2 separate regions of the Mus musculus genome follow, and region 2 is linked to region 1. A link is a contact called in public HiChIP or PLAC-seq data. All regions are on one chromosome and are shown on one strand. Each heading gives the region's core, a stretch centred on a gene start, on an enhancer-like site or on the middle of the called end of the contact. The rest is flanking DNA. Distances are from core to core; before and after follow the strand shown. Region 1 has its middle 18 kb from the start of Gm35352. Region 2 overlaps Ssx2ip (synovial sarcoma, X 2 interacting protein).

What was found. HiChIP or PLAC-seq counts read pairs in DNA pulled down with a chosen protein or histone mark.
Region 2: an H3K27ac HiChIP or PLAC-seq map of embryonic stem cells shows a contact between it and region 1, with 2.3 times the contacts expected there. The contact joins two enhancer-like sites. A contact is called at or near these places in 1 of 39 promoter capture datasets (pre-B cells), 1 of 484 Hi-C or Micro-C datasets (the G1E-ER4 cell line) and 1 of 115 datasets of contacts at active chromatin or transcription factors (embryonic stem cells).

The regions. Positions count from the first base shown.
Region 1 is chr3:145,967,725-145,970,588 of GRCm38.p6, reverse strand. No RefSeq gene overlaps it. Among named protein-coding and RNA genes, the nearest start is that of Gm35352, 18 kb to the left of the region's middle. Within about 2 kb of position 1,363, at least 56 of the 459 cell types and tissues checked have an H3K27ac peak or open chromatin away from gene starts, as enhancers often do. A contact at or near this core is called in the G1E-ER4 cell line and embryonic stem cells, where this site is marked.
Region 2 is chr3:146,409,446-146,412,309 of GRCm38.p6, reverse strand. The region is part of intron 1 of Ssx2ip (synovial sarcoma, X 2 interacting protein); the gene reads right to left. Among named protein-coding and RNA genes, the nearest start is that of Ssx2ip, 6.2 kb to the right of the region's middle. Within about 2 kb of position 1,424, at least 25 of the 459 cell types and tissues checked have an H3K27ac peak or open chromatin away from gene starts, as enhancers often do. A contact at or near this core is called in the G1E-ER4 cell line and embryonic stem cells, where this site is marked.

The DNA of each region.
Region 1 (2,864 bases), core at 114-2,613:
GTTAGTCTCACTGGCACACTAGAGTTCCAAAGCTTTGAAAGTTGGGGGGGGGGGGGGTCATCATTTAATTTTTGACTAGTGACATACTTTTGGCTCAAAAGGCTGCTTGATTTAGTTATGGGGTTCAGTACAAGTTTCTAAAGGTGAGGGTCTCTCCTGAATGCCAACAAATTCATCACAACTGGATGTCTTTTTTTTTGGGGGGGGGGGTGATTCAAGACTGATTTCTCTGTGTGGCCCTGGCCATCCTAGAACTCTATCTGTAGACTCAGAGATTTGCCTGCCCTGCCTCCTGCGTGCTGGGGTTAAAGGGGAGCGAGCAGATATCCTGGTCTTAAGAATTGGCAATAGGAGAAGATGCTCTGAGTCCTACTGCAACTTGTTAAACCAGGGCCGGTTGATGTCCATGGGAGGCCTCCTCTTTTCTGAGGAGAAAGGGAGGACGTGAGCATGGGGGAGGGGAGATGGGAGGAGAGGAGGAAGGGAAAGACATGATTCAGAAATAGATTTTTATTTATTTATTTATTTATTTATCTATTAAAACGGGGGGGGGGGGAGTAGTGATTCCCCATGGTGACTGTCTCTACCCTCCACACCCAGCTGACCCTCCCCACCTCGGGTCTTTTAGAGTCTTAGTGTTTACAGAGTACATTCTGAATTCCTGAGCTCAGCCTAGGAGCCGGCAGAATGCGACTGCTCCGGTCTTTTCCTCCTTTACTGCTTCAATCTGTTCTGGCTGCCATTAAAAAACAAAACAAACAAACAAACAAACAAACAAAAAACCCACACACCGGGTGGCTTACAAACAACCGTTCTCCAGGCTAGGAGGTCAAAGATCAAGGTAGCAGTAGGTCTGAGGTCAGGAGAGGGACTGAGTTCTTGTTCACACTCAGTACTCCCTTCCTGGGTCCACACGTGGTAGATGGGGTCAAGAGCCACACGTGCGCTTCGTTTATTTTAAATTACTTTCTAATTACATTTTTATTTTGTGTGGATGTGGAGGACAGAGCAAAGGACAACTCTGTGGAGTTAATGCTTTCACCATGTGGGTTCCAGGGATTGAACTCTAGGCTGGTAGGCTCAGCAGCAAGCGCCTTTACTCACTCAGCCATGTAGCCAGCCTTTGGACCTCTTTTCATAAACACTCGGGATTCCATCCAAAAGTCTAACTTCCTGATACCAACCCACCGAGGGCTAGGATTTCTACAAAGGAACGAGGTAGGGGTGGAGGAGGGGCAGCACTGTGACACTCAGATCCTAACTTCCCCGAGGCATCCTTTCATTCTCCTAGAGGTTAGCTTGAGCACGCCTGTGGGTGAGGGGTTATCTTGAATTCCTTAGCTGAGGTGAGAGACCCACCCAGAGCCGCACTAGTGACACCCAGAGCCCACCCAGAGCCGCACCATTTCCTGGCTGGGTTCTGGACCACTGGAGCGGAGAAAGAGCTGAGTAAAGGCTTACGCGTGCGCTGCCTTCTGCTTCCTGAGATGCCTGAGCAGCTGCTTCCGTCTCCTGCCGCCTTGACTGCCTGGCCACAAGGCCTGGAGCCTTGAACTGAGCCCTGTGAACCCTTCATCCTGAAGTCTCTTTTACCAGAGGATTTTGTTTGTTTGTTTGGTTGGTTGGTTTTTTGAGACAGGGTTTCTCTGTATAGTCCTGGCTGTCCTGGAACTCACTTTGTAGACCAGGCTGGCCTTGAACTCAGAAATCCGCCTGCCTCTGCCTCCCAAATGCTAGGATTAAAGGCCTGCGCCACCACCGCCCGGCCTTCCCAGAGTATTTTATCACGGAAACAGGGAAAGAAGTCAAGACACCCTCCAGCCATGCTCCTTTCTCCCTCTTGAACCTGCCAGAGCGTTTCCTGCTCATCGCCTTGAAAGGGACTTCAGGGCTAGTTCTTGTTCCTCCTGCAGGATGTGTCTCTAGTGACGCAAAGACTGATCACAGCGAGTATGATAAACGATAATGTTCTTTTGTTTTGTTATTGATAAATTTACTGCTGTCTGTCCGTCCCATTAATAATATGTGAATATATATATACATATATATATATATATATATATATGTGTGTGTGTGTGTATTTATATATTTATATATATGGCACAACCATAGGTACCTTGCCTGTTTTCAAGTTTCAGTTCAAATATTTTTTTTCTTTTTGTTTTTTTTTAAAGATTTATTTATTATATGTAAGTACACTGTAGCTGTCTTCAGACACCCCAGAAGAAGGCATCAGATCTCATTACGGATGGTTGTGAGCCACCATGTGGTTGCTGGGATTTGAACTCCTGACCTTCGGAAGAGCAGTCGGGTGCTTTTACCCACTGAGCCATCTCACCAGCCCTGTTTTTTTTTTTTTTTTTCCTATTCTCAGGAACTGACAAATAGTCAATAATAACCGAAGAATGAATGAATGAATGAATGAATGCAAGAGGAGGCTTTGGTTTAGAAACAAATATACAAAGACTAAGTAAGACATGAGGAAAAAATTATGAAACCACAAAAACCAAGCTGGCAGTAATAGGAACCATTTTTAAACCTCAGTTATTGTTCTAGAATGAGCACAGGGTTATTGTTCTAGAATGAGCAGGGCATCGATTGCTTTGTTCATTTGTTATTAAAATTCTAACAGTTTTTTTCCCCCTCAATCTGACACCCAGACAATACCTGTTAATGCTGTTCATCTCAAGAGCTAGTAATAAGAAAATTATAGCTGGGCAATGATGGCCCCCGTGAGAGGCAGAGGCAGGAGAATCTCTAAGTTTAAGGCCAGCCTGATCCACAGAGTGAGCTCCCGGACACAGAGAAACCAAACAACAGGGGGCTCAGTGGTTCAGAGCACTGGCTGCTCTTGCGAAGGTCCC
Region 2 (2,864 bases), core at 175-2,674, 440 kb before region 1:
TCCACCTCACTACAGCCCTGTGTGCAGCACTAATTACTTTCCATGGTAAGACAATTAAGGCAGATGTAACAGTAATGCAGGCAGGGCCACAGGGCTAATGAGCAGAGAGCTGAGCCAGGATTCCAGCCCCAGCCCACATAGCTACTCTCTTGGCCATCTGGCCCCACAGAGCAATCTCTTCCTCTGTGAACTCCACCAAAGACAGGATTCTAACCATATCTCCCACCTGGGCAAAGGCTGAATAAAATAGTGTGGATATGCAAATGATGGTAGACTCGTGAAGACGTGATTTCAGTGATGCCCCCAGCTAGACGTGGCAGTGCTACTGTCTTTCTAGCACAGGTAGCTGAGCACCGTGGCTGCAGCACAGTCCTCATCCCCCGCCCCCGCCCTCCCCCAGTGTTGCTGCAGCAGGAGAGACTGCAGCACACATGCACCCTAAGAGGTGGGTCTGGAAACAGCAGAGTCCTTCACAACAACAGGGCAGTGGCTCAGGGAATAACCCTGCAACAACCCAAGCACGCACTTGTTCCCAAGATGGGTGGTTATGTGGCCATCAGAAACCCAGTGACACACAACAGATAAGGGACACCCAACAGAACGAGTGTTCCAAGAGACAGGACATTTAACACTTGGTTTTTAATTGTGCACATATGGAAAACAAGAGTGACACATCTGTAAAACACAGACTGAGGCAGGATTCAGCAGTCACTGCCTCACAGGAAGGGACAGAGGGGTTTATACAGAGGGTACTGTCAAAGTCCCCTTCTGTATTACATGTCTTATCATTAAAGTAAACAAGATGAGCTCACAATAGACTGTGTAATGAGCGCTGAGAGAAGGACTCAGTCAGTAAACTGCCCGTCTCAGAGGCCCAAGGACCTGCATTTGGATCCCAGGAATCCATGGAAAACCAGGCACTGGAAGACAGGAGGCAGAGCCAAGCAAATTCATGGACAGTCACAAGATCCCTATCATCAGCCATGTTATTTGATGTTTAGGCAGGCTGAAACAATTCCCATCCTTCACTCTGGATATATTGAGTTAAGAGTGTATAAAGCTCGGCTGGAGAGATGGCTCAGCAGTAAAGAGCACCAGCTGTTCTTCCAGAGGTCTTGAGTTCAATTCCCAGCAACCACATGTTGGCTCACAACCATCTGTAATGGGGTCTGGCGCCCTTTTCTGGTGTGTCTGAAGAGAGCAATTGTGGGGCACTCATATGTATTAAATTAATTCATTTTAAATAAAGAGTGTATAAAGCTGCATCAGGATCTTTGGAACACTGTTTTTTTCCTCCAGGTTTGTAGCTGTCGATAAGTATGTAGATGACGTGTGTAAACTGTCTCTTTAGTTCTTTGCCATGTGGCCAAGTCCCAGGCCAGTAACGGACTCTATCTCAAACGAAAGGTAGAAGGCATCTGAGGACTCGCACACAAGGTTGTCCTCTTATCTTCCACACGTGTGCTGCCCATGCATTTACCCTGCCCACGTGACCCCACGGAAATGCATCAACATACATGCACTCATGCGTGTGCATGCACACACACACACACACACAGAATGTGTGGTGAACCAAGGAATACAAACTAGCTAATTATTTGTAGTTAAAATCCTTTATAAATTTTTTAAAATGTGTACTGTTAGTCACATTTAAAAAAAATATTTTAAATTCTTTCCGGTCCTTCTAGCCATGGGGCACATGAGCCAGGGGTCCTGGGATCCGTCTGTTTTATGTCTTCCCTGAAAGTAGAAAGACCAGTCACTCTGGCTACAGTTTAGAGACCTATGAAGCTATCCACAGACTGGCAAAAGATCGGTGGGGTGAGAATTAAGAAGACATACGCCTTCTGATGTGCAAGACCAGCAAGGGAGACAGTGACATTGCCACCATCCACCACAGGCCACATGTGGCTCACTGGCTCCGCCCCTTACTCCTTAGATGGCCGTAGGAAAGGAATGGGTGGGTACTGCCTTGTTCTGTTGATGCAAGAGACTAAGAGACAGCTTACCTTCAGCTACACACCAGGAGGAGGAAACGCCAGCTACACTCCCCTAGGCCCTGACTCAGCAAGCACTGAGCACATGGCGGAAGGCCGTGAGCCTGTCTCTTCATTTCAGAAGAAGATGGCTCCTGGCTGATCATGTCTAAGATGCTGTTGCCCCTTTTTATTCTAGATCTGACAGACAGGGCTATTCTATAAAGGGGAACAGTACCCAAGACGCTGTCTTCTAGCCGGGAAGAACCAAAACCAAGACCAAGAGAAGAGCATGATAGCGTGTTAAGGAGCCAGTGCCCCTCAGGAGCCTAAGTATCTACGGGCCACAAGAACATTACAGGACTAAAACTTGTATTTGCTCTTGGAATTCTTTTAAAGCATATTTTGCAGATTTCCTTCAAACTTAACATTTCCAAAGTAAGTTCTATTTTTAGCAGCTCCAGTACTTTTTAGTGCTCACTGTATTTCAGGAACTAAAATAAGAAAAATTTAAAGTTTTTGTTTGTTTGTTTGTTTGTTTGAGACAGGGTTTCTCTATGTACCCCTAGCTATCCTGGAACTTACTATGTAGACCATGCTGGCCCGGTCTCACAGAGACCCAACAGCTTGAGTCTTTTGAGTACTGGGATTAAAGGTGTATACCACCACACCCTGTAACTTTAATTTTTTTCAAATCCTATTTTTAATGATGGTTCTTAAACGATTTAACCTCCCTTTTAGCCCACCACCACCGCAGGTAGTGGGAAAGAAAAGATACAGGAAGCGGACCTATTTAGAAAGCATCTTTGGAGCAACTCCTGTCTGCATTGTCTGGAAATCGGCAGTTCAGTTCACAGGTTAGCAGTGGCAGCTCTATCCACTCTAAAA